Regions from separate parts of the Callithrix jacchus genome. Here region 1 is linked to region 2. The links are chromatin contacts, called in public Hi-C maps. All regions are on one chromosome and are shown on one strand. Each heading gives the region's core, a stretch centred on a gene start, on an enhancer-like site or on the middle of the called end of the contact. The rest is flanking DNA. Distances are from core to core; before and after follow the strand shown. Region 1 has its middle 720 kb from the start of QKI. Region 2 has its middle 570 kb from the start of QKI.

Region 1 (7,218 bases), core at 1,247-3,746, 150 kb after region 2:
CCAGCCATAAGCTACTGTCCTCTGGGGATTTATTTACTTTTTACAGCGGCTACCTTTACCTGCTAATAATGTCTTCTTCCAAATGGAAAGACACTGTTGATTCTCAGTACCTATGTGTTATTTCTGAAACTGATGAATCACATAGGAATTCTAAAAATATCTTTTTTCAGGTATGGATTTCCTAGGACAAATGGTCAGGAATCTGACTTGTTTCCGCCCTAGTTAAGTTTGGGTAGTTTAAGCCAAACCTTCCCAAACAGTTAAATTGGAAGATGTAATTCAGCAGGCGAGAAGCTCCTTACTTCACATGCCCTCCGAGTCATTTTTAGGGTACCCTACAGTTCTTGGGCAGCGTGGGGGACACTGGATCTTGCATTGTTTCCTAATTTCTTCAATTTTTATTGAAAAATAAAATGGGGCCACAGGCAACAAAAGAGACCCTAATAGGGACTAGGATGATAATTTCACTATTGGGTGAGGGCCAGGTATAATATATATATATATATATATATATATATTTTTTTTTTTTTTTTTTTTTGAGATGGAGTTTTGCTCTTGTTGCCCTGGCTGGAGTGCAATAGCACCATCTCTGCTCACTGCAACTTCCACCTCCTGGGTTCAAGTGATTCTCCTGGCTCAGCCTCCCAAGCAGCTGGGATTATAGGCATGCACTACTACGCCTGGCTAGTTTTTGTATTTTTAGTAGAGATGAGATTTCTCCATGTTGGTCAGGCTGGTCTCGAACTCCCGACCTCAGGTGATCAGCCCGCCTCAGCTTCCTAAAGTGCTGGGATTGCAGGCATGAGCCACTGCGCCTGTGAGGGACAGGCATGTATTAACCAGAAACCATACTCCAAGACTTTTCCTGAAGGACAGCTGAGAACATCTGCCTCCTCAGACTTGCCAGGGCACAACAGGTGTGGTCTGTGAAGCTGGGTTTCTTCTGTGCACACATCATTCTTTTTTTCCTTTATAATGGACACTGAATTTCTGTGTAACTGTGAGGGCTGGAGCCACGCTTAACACCAAAATAGCACGAGGGGTGCTTGAGCGCAACCTCGGTTAAACATTTACATCATTAAACCATGCTTCATGGCCACCAGGAATTATGTATTGAAATTGTTGGGTTGAAAATAGGGGTCATCTTTTGTAGAGCAGGGGCCCGAGGCAACAAGAGGTTAATCCTTTATCAGGGGCGGTGTCAACCCACGGCAAAACCTGGTTCAGAAGCCAGCGTGTTTATTTCCCTTTGCCGCGCTCAGTTGGACTCAGAGAATGTTATTGCTAAAAGATGAAACCTTTATCTCAAGCCAGATTCCTGCGGAGGGAGGGGAAGGGATGAACAACCAGCTTGTTTTTCTGTTGTGTGCTCAGTCTAATCTATATATTCACACAGATCTGTATTTAGCACATGTCTGGTCATAGAGTTTTGCGTCCAGAGTAGCATATGCAGTTCTTTATGGAGATACCAGCAAAGAGCAGGGATGGTTTTCGTCCAAGTTAGTATCGGGGGCTCTAGTTCTCGCTGCTCCTCTGGATCAGGTGGGGAAGAACCTGCCTGCTCTGGAAACTGATGCTGTCTTTCTCATGGTTGTGGTGGTGCGAGGGGGTCTGTCGTCAGCAGGCAGAAGTGGGGCTCGCTTGGGGCTCTGGTGAGTCAATGCTGTCGATATGGATCTGAGCTTTAGCTTTTCTTTGACTAAAGAGATGGCTCTCCTGGATCATGAAGCCTTCAGAAGTGGTGTCAGCATTTTTCCCTTGCAGGAAGCGTGAGTGGGGCCAGTGCTGAGGAGCTGAGCTCTCTGACCTCTGGGGTCCTTCTCATGCTCACAGTCTGCGGGCTAGGACTCCAAACTGTACTCACGCTGCCCCGGCCAGAGGCACTGCTCATTTCGATGAGCATAATTGAAAGATTCTTTGCATTGAGAGCTGCCTGTTTCTTGGAGAAGCCCAACCACTGGGACTTTGTGATTCTTGTGTGGCCGGCCCAGATGTGACAAAAATATTAAGCCAACATCACCGGCTGCCCTGCTGCCACCACGTTGTCCCTCACCTAAATACCTACCTCCACCTCTTTGGGAACAGCCCTGGTGGGTCTGGCAGCCTGCAGGGCCCCTCCTTGGGTGCTCAGCCACGTGTGGCTCTGTGTGGCTGCCCTGCGCCGAGGCTGCGGGTTCCAGGAGGATCCACTGCCTCTGGGCATGTCCTTTTCGTTGTGTCTGAGGATGTGCAGGGGTGGGTGTGCTGTGTGTGAACATGCAAACGTGTGACTACAGCTGTTGTTGGGGTTCCTCAGGCCTTCCTCGGATCTGGGGACCCTCAGACATGTGGACACCCATGCCCCTGGCTCCCTCTAGTGGTGTGCAGACCCCGTCCTGAAGTTTGCTTCCTGAGTCCCTGGTGTGAGTAGGTCTGGAATCTCTCTATGTTCCAGGAGCCCTGGGAACGCCCAGAGAGGTACCGGTGTCTCATCCCAAAGGTGCTGCGTGCCAGGGAGTCCTGCAAGCCCTGGAGAAGGGTCTTGTTCTTCTCTGCTTCAAGTTCAATGTCCTGCCAGTGCCCTTACCCTAGTCTTTTGCCTTGGAGATTGCATTTGGGGTTTCTTACCTTCGCTGGCCTATTTCGCAGCCCAAAGTAAAGGGGCAGACATCTCCATCCCCTGGGCTGGAGCCAGCACCAGAGCACCCCAACCCCCAGCTCTTGTCTTTGACATTTTGGGTTGAATCTTACCGTCATGTCCCAGAAATTGTTCAGCAAATTTTAATCCCTGTAATTCTCAAACAACTCTGAGAAACACCACCACCACCGATGATATAAACCAAAACAGCAACCACAGGCTCAAAATGGAACAAGGCAAACTGGGGCATTTGCTGAGAATTGGGAATTCCTTAATTTTATCTTTTTGCTTAAATTCTATTTTTTTAAAATCAAAGAAATAGGGATTTTCTCATGTTTCTAAGACAGCACTTACGGGATCTCTGTTAGGTTCAGTGGACTGGCACCCTGGAAGGAGCACAGTGGGGTGGCTCAGTGGACTGGCACCCTGGAAGGAGCACAGTGGGGCGGCTCAGTGGACTGGCACCCCAGAAGGAGCACAGTGGGGTGGCTCAGTGGACTGGCACCCCGGAAGGAGCACAGTGGGGCACCTCAGTGGACTGGCACCCCGGAAGGAGCACAGTGGGGTGGCTCAGTGGACTGGCACCCCGGAAGGAGCACAGTGGGGTGGCTTTGGACTGGTACCCCGGAAGGAGCACAGTGGGGCGGCTCAGTGGACTGGCACCCCAGAAGGAGCACAGTGGGGTGGCTAAGAGGGTGAGCTGTTGGTCTAGTCTATCTGCGCTCAGGGGCTGGCCCTGCCATTAACTTGCCATGTGGTTTTCAGCAAGCTATTAAACATGTGCTCCTCAGTGTCTTCATCTGAAAAACGTACCTGCCTGCAGTCTCCTGGGAGGGTTAATGGAGATATTACCTGGAACTACCATTACCTGACATTCAATAATGTTAGCTGTTATTAGAACCAAGAGAGCACCCAAAACATACACTTCCATCAACTGTTGCTTCGACACGTTTGTGCCTCAATATCTCGCCAAAGTCAAACGAATTTGGCTTCTGGAAATTGAGAAAAAGGAGAGCAGTCTTTCTGAGACCTGATTTGCCAAACACCAGCTCACCGTGTGTTTGCGGCTGATGCAACTGTTGGAAACAAGAGGCTGGAGAGAGCCGGATGCCTGCCGAGTGGAGTCATGGGATGGGCTTTATTTGTAGACGGCTGATTACGTTCTGACCCAAGTTATCTTGGGATGGCTTTTAAGTGGCCTGTGTGAGATGCGTTTTGGGCTGAAGCCCGGCTCTTGGAGAACAGGTGTCCACCGAGAGCATTGGCACTGGCCTTGGAAACTTTGTGGGAGACAAAACCTGGGTTTAATCCAACAGTCCTCAGGTCCCCCACCTCGGGGAAAGGCCCACTGGGCAGTGGTCTCAGACCTAAAAGTAGGGACACTGGCTATGAATGGTGGGGTGGAAAAAAACACACGATGGTTTCCAAAGCTTGTCAGTTGCCAATGTTTTATGAAAGTAAAACATTATGATGAGGAGCTGGGGAATCAATGCTTCCAATAGATGAGGTGACGCTGATTTGGCGCTTGTGATAACGTGTTCAGTATTCAGCTCGTCCGTCAAACCAAGCCTCTTGAAGCCCGCAGTCCCAAGGAGCAGAGCTGGTAAGTCTGAGCAGCTTTCCCGAGTCACTCAGTTCTGGGACCCAGCAGCAACCACGTGCTCCCTGTTGCCTGTCCTGATCCCTGCTTCCATTGGGACCTATTCCTGCTTTCTCTCTGAATGCTGAGATGATATATTTTTCCCATGTTGTAAGCCTGTATTTTTCCAGGAGCCTAACTGTAAAGAGTAGTCAGACTTGGAGGAAATGGTCACGAAATTTGAATCAGAAACGCGTCTCCTCTAGTGGATATGAGAGGGAATGGTGCACTTGCTTCCTAGAGGTCTCCTTTCTATATCCTCCAGACCTTTTATAAAAGAAAGGAGTGAAGGGAAGAATGAAAATGTGCCAGCGACTGTTTCACTTCTTTCAGCTCCCATCCCTCATGTTGACATGGACCAACATAGATTTATGGTGAGCTCCAGAGTCTGGGACTAGTCCCCACTGTCAAAGTCTGGGGCCTACAGTGTGAGGAGAGCAGATGTCCGTGAGAACCCAGCATTGAGATCCCTTTTATTCAAACGCCAGTCAAGTCAAAGCTTGCCTCCACAGCCCGCCTCATGCTCCCTCTCAACAGGGCCACACACTTGCTTCTCCTTCCAGAGGAGGGGCGTCCCCTGCCCCACGCTGCTGGAAGAGGCGCTTGGAACACTTTCTCTTTTGCTTCTCTTTTTTGGGAGGCGGTTGTCATTGGCTTCGAGCATGGCCGGGAGTGAGTTGCCTAATAGTTATGTGGTACTTCTCAGGCGCTGTCACCCAAATATGGAACTGTGGCAGCAGGAATACCTTATGAAAATAGCATGAAATGTGTAATGTGCCATAAATAAACAGAAAGAGACCGCCAGGAAGCTGTGCTAATCACCGCTTTGATGTCGCCCGAATTACTGTATTTTTTAAGGGCCTCGTGTTTCTGCCTGCTTGTTTTGACTCAGCTGCCACTGCTCTGTGAAAGGTTGGATTCAGTTTTCCAGCTCCTCTCCCCTTCGCGGTGACAGCTGTTGTCCCTTGACTCACAGGAAAGCGATGTCTCCACCCTTCCCCGGCTCCCAGCCCTTTCCTGGCAGGACTCCTGCGAACCTCACTCTTCGTCCCTGCCCTGAGGTGGCCGAGGGTGAGGACGGCTGCCTGGCCCGAGTCCAGGCGCTCCCAAGGTTCCTGTGTCATTGGCCAGCCTGTCCCAGGACTCTGCAGCAACCGTCCTATTTTTAATCGCTGGCAACCTGGTGTTGTCTTACTTGGCCATGACATGCCGGGAAGTGGAAGTTTGGCTTGACTTGTGTAGCAAGGAGCATGGAGGAGCATACGCCCCTTGCCACGTGGAGCTTGCAGGAAGAAAGCCCCAGACCCTTCCGTTTCGGGTTGTCAGGGTTCTTTGGCTTTGCCTACACCCTGGCAGCCACTCAGAACAAAATCCCAATCCTGAATTGCTTCTCATGAGTCTACACGCTCTTAGTTTGATAAGAGCTCAAGGCTGCCTTCCTTGATCTTAGGATTCTGTGATGTCACAAAGCACAGGTTCTCCTTCCTGTAGCTACCCAGGTAACCACTTGCCCGGGTGACCTCTGGGCAGCCCTGGTGCAAGTTCCGTCCACGCCCGGGGCCATCCCGGCTCCGCTGCGGGGTCCAGGAACGCCCTCTTGTGGTTGGAAGAGCTTTTACAGACTTTAGTTTTTTAAAAAATAATTACATTTTTAAACATTTTCCCAATTTTTGTGTTTTATCTAATCTTGGGAGTGAAAAATGGTAGTTTTTGGTCTGAGGATAAGTAGGGGAAAGAGAGAGAAATCAGAGGTTTTAGCATCATCGTCGTGGCCGTATTCAAGCCCAGTCAGTGGAGATTTCCCCTGCCCAGTGTGGACGTTGAAGATGTCTCTTTAATGCTCTGTTTGTCTTCTGGATTCTTTCTCCTCACCTTGGTTAACTGTGTCAAAATTAAGCTAAATTTTCTTGAAACACTTTGTTTAGTTTTGTCCCTGCTTCATTCAAAAAATGTTCAAAGCTGCTATCTGGATAGTTTAAAGGCTGAACCCTCCATAGGCTCAAGGTTCCTCCAGGGTCTTCATAAACCGAGTTCCTCCTCTCCCAGGAGCGTCTCTGTGCATCCCACCGTGAGGTCTTCCCTGCCTGGCCCTTTGTGGAGGCTTCCACTTTAATCCCTCGAAGCTTGCAATTTGTGCGATTTTGGTGCTTTTATCTTTTGAAGACAATGATCTGTCACCCTATCTAGATGATCTCTCCTGGGAAGGGGCCAGCTCTTCACTTTTTCTTCCTCTTTGGTTCATATCAACAGCAGCAGCAATGGTGATGGTGATATGTGTGGCTCTTTCACTGCTCACCAGGCACTGGCGTAGCTCTGCGTGAGCATCGGTTTAGCTGACCTCACGGAACGTTGTGGCATCTGCATTATGAGTCCCATGAGGCAGCTGGAGCAGCAGAGGTGCAGACAGGTCATGGAGGTTGTCCTGGTTGGAGGTGGGAAGGAGAGGAGGCCAGGGTGGCATGCAGCTGCGCTCCTGACTGTCGTCTCACCATCTTACAAAAGACCCTGTGATGTGAGTTTGTTTTGACAGTCATGGTTGCAAACATAATGCTGAAAGGTTCAAGTTCTGCTTTCAGAGAACTTGTGCTCGTGTGTGTGTGTTTTACATTTTGGTGTGTGATAAGAGCAGTTGACAAAATGTGTCCTTTTAAAGTTCGCATACTATATTGTTAATGACAGTGTTGTTTTTGTGCAGCAGGTCTCTAGAACTGCATTCATTTTGCATAACGGAAACCTTGTATGCACCGAGCAAAAAGTCCCCGTTTCCCCCTAGTCCCAGCCACAATGCTATTCTCTGCTTCTATGAGTTTGACTGTTTTAGATACCTCATATCAAAGGTAATGCTGTATAAGTGAAATTATACAGTATTTGTCTTTTGTAGAGTTTGTTTTTTGAAAAGGTTACAGCAATTAGACATCTTGCTAAATCTCCCCACTCCACTTCAAGTATCATGCGATTCCCT
Region 2 (6,841 bases), core at 869-3,368:
AGGCCTGCCTCCTTCGTGAGGTCCCCAGCTTGGGCTGGCAGGGACCACCCCTCGGCTGTTCTCTTCCGGCTCACATGTGGGCGCTCACTCCATGTTGCGCCGCACTCCCTCCGCAGGTGTTGTCTCCCGGACGCTGGGAAGCTCGCCGAGGGCTCACTGCTGAGCTTTCTCCTGTTTCTTTGGGATGGGTCGCTATTCTTAGCCGGTGTTTTATAAATGCTTCCTGAATGGATAAAAATGTCATTCCGACAGAAGCTCCAGTCACACGCCCGGGAGATTTAGCCCTACAAACTGAAGAACATGTTCAAAACCCATTTTTCTCTAAAATAACAGACCTTACCAATGGCTCTTGTGATAATCCTTACAAAGGGGGAGAACCTTATCCGCTTCCTTTAATTCCACAGAGGCAATCCCCGAAGCCCCAGCCTCATCGCGGCAATTATATCAGCTCTTTGTTGTTCTGGTTGAGATTTGTTGTCTAAATTCTCAGTGAGTGCCAGGGATTGAACTGGGTCATTTGTGTTTAATCCAGATGTTCTGTCTCTGCAAGGATTGGAGCCTTTGCCCCAGGACATGCTCCTCTGTGTGCTGCGTTTCTCCCAGCCCAGAATCAGGACACCCTAAGCTTCCTTTCCCTGGCTGGCATGGAGGAGCAGGAGGAATCCTGATGCTGCTGTCAGGAAGGCTGGGTTCCAACCCGGCTTCTCTCTGCTCCTGGCTCCTGGGCTGAGAGGGCCACAGCACCCTGTGGGGCCACCTGGGGTGTGCTGGGTGCATGGCGGGCCCCTCAGCCATGCCTTGGTGCCTCATCCTCCCTCTCTTCTGCTTTCCACTCCTTACACACGCGTGTGTAATTTAGCTCTTCTTGGTGGAATAGAGCAAGGAGGGCTTGCAGGAGACGGGAAGTGGTGTTGTGGGAAGCTCCTCGAAATGCAGAAATGAGCCACTAACCCACGGCTCCTTTTCCAGAGAGCAGCTTCCTCCTTTTCCTTGATTTTTGGAGACTAGATAATGGCAGACGCTTTCTGGTGCCCCTTCCGTGGTGCTCATTAATTAGCACAGTGGCATTTTCTGTTGGTGACCCCTGTCATCCCCTTTCCAGCTCTGTGCAGGCTTGAAGAGCATGAGGGAGAAGAAACTTTTGGTGTCTTCAACCTGTGCAGGGCTGGGAGCTGCTGAGGCCTCGCCCTGGGGGGGGGGGGGGGGGGGGGGGGGTGGGGTGTGAGGAGGATACACAGGCGCCTGGGACTCTCACCCTCAGTTTTCAGCTTTGGGGGCTACAAAACCTGCCCAGAGGATCAAAGGGTGCGCCGGGAGGGCCGCGTCCTGTCGCCGTCACTGGAGATGAAGGGATACAGAAATGATGCAAGAAGCTCTCGCTGCCGTTCTTTCATTTGCTCTGACATTAAAAAAGCGCAGCGCTTGCATTTCTTACATGCCAAACTGTTGTTTCTAAAACTTGGAAATTTGGAAAAGTGTCAGTGACCCTTGCATTTTGGAACTGTGCTGGAGACAGCGCACCTCTGTGACGGGGCTGGCAGGGGCTGGGCTTCGCGGGCTGCGGCACCACCTCCTTGCTCCTCGCCACTGCGCTCCAGGGGGAGGACTTCGTCCTCATTTTGGAAGTAGGAAAGGGAGGCATAGGAGCTGTCGGTCATTGATTGCTGTATAACCACCTTCCCAAAATGCAGTGGCTTCAAACAACCACTTTGGTTTTGCTCTAGAGGCTGTAGCCTCCTGGGCAGCCCTCCAGGGTGAGGCTGGGCTGATCTGGGTCTCAAGGTCGGGCTATGGTGGCCTCCTGCAGGGGGTGACAGGACCACTGGGTCTTGTGCTGCTTCCTCCGGCCCCAGCTCCTCCACATGTGGTGAGAGGGTTACGAGTGCAGCACATCGCAGTGACCAGGGGCTCACCACACCTCAGCCGTGTCACTCCTCCTTGTCCCAGTGGCCAAAGTGATCCTCAGTGGGCAGAGCTCGAGAGCAAGGGGTTGGGCTTGGACAGCTTGGGTCAGACGTTCTGCTGCCTCTCGGTTCCTTCTCTTCCTGCTCCTGGAAGTGGACATTAAGAGCTGGCTGCCTGGTGCGAAGCACGCTCCTTGAATGGAAGATGCAGAAAGGTGCAGAGTCTTGCTTTGCCGTCGCCTGCCTTGGCCAAGTCAGCTTCTAGAGGCCCTGTGCCACTTGTTGGATTGCCTATTTAAATGAGGCCCCCAGACCCCCATAATGTCCTTTATGGCTCCCCATCCTGAAGATGGGATTTTGTAGCCCAAATGCAAAGTCAGAGTTTCTAAGTGCGCTGCCCGGCTTTCCCCTGAAGTTGTCCAGATATGCACCATGAGCTAACAACCTCACCAGATTGATTCTGACTTGGAAAATAGGTCCCTTTAAAGAGAAGCCCTGTGGTGGGGGCTCTGCCCTTGAAGGGCAGTGTGAAGCCTGGGAGGGCGGGCGTTTCGGGCTCCTTTCTGAAGGATGCACTTGGGCATCAAAGAGGTTACCTTAATTACACCATTTCCTCCTCCCTGAACACACTTCCAAAATCTAATTATAGTGCATGTGGTACCCTGTGACCAGCCAGAAGCCAGAGATTAATATAAAGTCACAGCAGGACAGTTTGCTCCCTGAAGCGGTGTACATGGCATTGCAAATATAGTCCTGAAGGATTTGATGATAATATTTTCATACATTCATCATCACGTTAGCATGTGAAGCAGGCGGGCTCCGTGGGATCTGATTCAGCTCCTGTGGGAGGAGCAGCCTGGGTTATTCCCATTGGCCCTGGCCATTTTCCTTCTGGAATGTGACATTGGTATCTGTGGGGTTTGACATCTATTCCGAGGGGCCTTACCCCTTGAATAATGTGTCCCAATTAACTCTCTATCTCCCTTCTCTGAAGGAGGGAGCCTGGTGCCTGTTAGGACCTGTGGGTCGTGCTGCGGGGGCACTTGGCCACTCGCCTGGGTGTGCTATCTCGGCCCAGATACAGGATATTGTGTGCAAGCACTTGAGTCAGGAACACTTGTTTATCTCTGTCCCTGCAGCTTTATTTAGCATGGGGCTCCATACGGGGCCCTCCCAGCCACACAGCCATGCAGCTCCTGGGAGGCTCTTGCCTCTGAGAGGGAGGTGTCTGGGGAGCGGCTGGCCGGGGGCTGCACAGTTACTTTCCTCCTCAAATCTGAGGCCTTCTGCGACATGTGAGGATTTTTGAAGACCAGCCTCTACACCTGTTACCAATTCTTCACTGACTAAAATGTCAGCGTGCGAACTGTCCTCCCACCCAGCTCAGGCTCTGCCTCCTCACTTAGGGGTGGCTTTAGTTTACCAGGAGGTAAGGGAGGGTGATGTGTGAGGGATCCAGGAGGGGAGGACACTTTCAGCTAAAAACAAACCCCAAGTGGAAGCTGTGTGAATGCCCTTGCAGAGGACATTCAATAGAACAAGCAGGCCGAGTGTCACAGGCCCCTTGCTGGAGAGAGACACAAATCTGGGTTCCAAGGGCGAGGCTTTCTTCAATTTTTAAAAAACTCTAGGAAACCTCCATAAAACCAAGATGCTGTTTAGTGTAAGCCTCTCTCATCAGGCCCTCCCTCTTCCCCCAGAGGCAGATTCTCAGACTCAGAGCTCTTGAGATCAGTGGCCCAGCATCCTGACCATCGTTAATGATGTTTTGTATGTTTCTAAATTGCTAAGAAAGTAGTTTCACATGTCCTGCCACAGACAATAAGAGAGGTGGTGGATCTGTTAATATGCTTGATTCAATCGCTCGGCATTGTATACTAGACCAAAACATCACATTGAACCCTGCAAATACATAGAATTGTTAATTGTCAATTAAAATAATAATTTTCCAAAGCTGCTCCTGCAGGTGGCTTTTTAGTGTGGCTCCGAAGGCCAGTCGGTGGAGCCTGGTTTGTGAACCATGCAGGTGCCACTCAGCTGGGGGCCAATGGGAGCTTCTTGCTGAAGGTTTCAGAGCTGCCTGCACAGCAGACAGAGCACAGACAGGTATGGACTAAGCCACCTGTGGGTGCTGGGACAGCATGGAGCTTCCCTGGGTGCCATGGTCAGAGCAGCTTCCTCGCACGCTGGGGATGCTCTTCCCTGTGGGCCTCAGCTGCAGGGACCTCGAGCCTGTCCATGGATGAAGCCCCCTTCCCACCAAGGCAGAGGTAGGAGACTCTGTCCCCGGAAGCCCACACCTTCCTGGTACCAACGTAGCACTCAGGTCCTCCTGGCACAGACCCGCCTTGTCTCATGGCCCCGCTACCTTGGCCATCTGGACAGGCTGTGTGATCTGGGGAGGGGCAAGCAGGTCCATGAAAATAAGTCCCAGCGATGTCCTGGCAGATCCCGGGATTGCTGTTTTGCCAAAAGAGCATCTGGGGCCTGGATACCGGCATGGCCCCTCCCCACCACCCCAGCTTTATTAGGGGACAAGGAGGCGACAGAGGCGACAGGGTCTTGGTTGTTCTCCTAAGTGTAGCGGAACAGCACCACTTATTTCGTAGAAAATCACTCCCCAGAATAGGTCCAAAAGGGGTCACTTCGGTTTGTCGCAGGCCCTGTCAATCAATACCTTAAAGTGAGGAGAAAAGGGAGCAGCCAGCGTTCCTTCCCACCCTGGGTTGAGATTCCGGAGTCAGCAGCGTCGCGATGATAGAATGTTTATTCCTGGTGACAGCGTCAAAACCAGAAAGAAAACAGCTTGATTTCAAGGTTCCAGGTTGAGCCCGCCAGGCTGGCAGGACACTGTTGCTTTCTCAATGAAGCAAATGTTGATTCCAAAGTCACGGAGAGAAAAAAATCCCGAACTCCTTTTATGTCACTTTTCATATATGGTACTCTGATAAACTCTGACATCTCTTTATATCATTTGTAGATTTAAAGACGTTACTTCGATCTGGGGCCATGAAATATTTGGAACTTTTCTAAGAAACCTTTTTAAATGAACATGTAAAGCCTGCATGTGTGTTCTCAACACTGCATCCTGCGACCTTACGCTGGATGTTGCTGGAGGGAAGGGTTTGTGTTTTGTGAAAACTACAACAGCCGTGAGGGTTAATGTTTTTCTTGATCCAAATTGAGGCTTCTCTTCAGAAGTCTCTATATGATCTCAGAAAACTTTTTACGACTGACCTCAAGGCATCCAAATTATTTTCAATGGAAAGGACATCCAAGATTTTCAAACACACTGTAGCCCTGGAGGGATGCTGCAGCCCAGACTGGAAGGGTGGGGTCCTGGAGTGCTGCGCTGGAAGATCTCCTAAAAGGGTGAATGAAGTAAACATCATCAGAATTGCTGGGAGCCAGAGGCGCCTGTGTGACGTGTCTGGAGGGCTTCACCGAGACACACGACTGATTAGATTTGAAAGTCAGGTGCTGGGAATCAAGGTCAAGCCGTGCTGCCTTTTCAAACAGCTGGGCCCAGATAAGTTAAGCAGGGGGTGATACCCCCAGACAGATAACATGGCAATTTTTAACAATCTTAAAATATTGTTACAGCAAGGAAGGTCGTGTTAAGATCAAAGCATTTGGAATTATGTAACGGGTGCTGATCTTTCCTTTGTCCTCCCCTCTCCCTGAGCCTCCCCCTTCCTGCCACCTCTGTGCGCGCGCACACACACACACACACACACACACACACACACACACTGGACCGTGGCATGTTCTGGAACATGCTGGGATGCTGCTAGGCTTCAGGAAGTGCTTGTGACACACACACACACGACCGTGGCATGTTCAGGAACACGCTGGGATACAGCTAGGCTTTGGAATACGACTGCAGGAAGTGCTCGTGACACACACACACACACACACACACACACACGACCGTGGCATGTTCAGGAACACGCTGGGATACAGCTAGGCTTTGGAATACGACTGCAGGAAGTGCTCGTGACACACACACACACACACACACACACTGGACCGTGGCGTGTTCTGGAACATGCTGGGATACAGCTAGGCTTCAGGAAGTGCTCGTGACACACACACACACACACACACACACACACTGGACCGTGGCGTGTTCTGGAACATGCTGGGATACAGCTAGGCTTCAGGAAGTGCTCGTGACACACACACACACACACACACACACACACGACCGTGGCATGTTCAGGAACACGCTGGGATATAGCTAGGCTTTGGAATACGACTGCAGGAAGTGCTCGTGACACACACACACACACACACACACACACACACACACACACACACTGGACCGTGGCGTGTTCTGGAACATGCTGGGATACAGCTAGGCTTCAGGAAGTGCTCGTGACACACACACACACACACACACACACACACACACACTGGACTGTGGTGTGTTCTGGAACATGCTGGGATGCAGCTAGGCTTCAGGAAGTGCTTGTGACACACACATACACACACACACACACACACACACGACCGTGGAGTGTTCTGGAACACGCTAGGATACAGCTAGGCTTCGGAATATGACTGCAGGAAGTGCTCGTGACACACACACACACACACACACACACACACTGGACTGTGGCGTGTTCTGGAACATGCTGGGATGCAGCTAGGCTTCGGAATATGACTGCAGGAAGTGCTCGTGACACACACACACACACACACACACACACACACACACTGGACCGTGGCGTGTTCTGGAACATGCTGGGATACAGCTAGGCTTCAGGAAGTGCTCGTGACACACACACACACACACACACACACACACGACTGTGGCGTGTTCTGGAACACACTGGGATACAGCTAGGCTTTGGAATATGACTGCAGGAAGTGCTCGTGACACACACACACACACACACACACACTGGACTGTGGTGTGTTCTGGAACATGCTGG

The links. A called contact is a pair of places that touch in the nucleus more often than the background predicts.
Region 1: a Hi-C map of skeletal muscle shows a contact between it and region 2, with 5 times the contacts expected there. The contact joins two enhancer-like sites. A contact is called at or near these places in 2 of 3 Hi-C or Micro-C datasets (induced pluripotent stem cells and skeletal muscle).

Annotation. Positions count from the first base shown.
Region 1 is chr4:170,679,670-170,686,887 of calJac240_pri, forward strand. No RefSeq gene overlaps it. Among named protein-coding and RNA genes, the nearest start is that of QKI, 720 kb to the left of the region's middle. Within about 2 kb of position 2,497, at least 4 of the 16 cell types and tissues checked have an H3K27ac peak or open chromatin away from gene starts, as enhancers often do. A contact at or near this core is called in skeletal muscle, where this site is marked.
Region 2 is chr4:170,528,248-170,535,088 of calJac240_pri, forward strand. No RefSeq gene overlaps it. Among named protein-coding and RNA genes, the nearest start is that of QKI, 570 kb to the left of the region's middle. Within about 2 kb of position 2,119, at least 2 of the 16 cell types and tissues checked have an H3K27ac peak or open chromatin away from gene starts, as enhancers often do. A contact at or near this core is called in skeletal muscle, where this site is marked.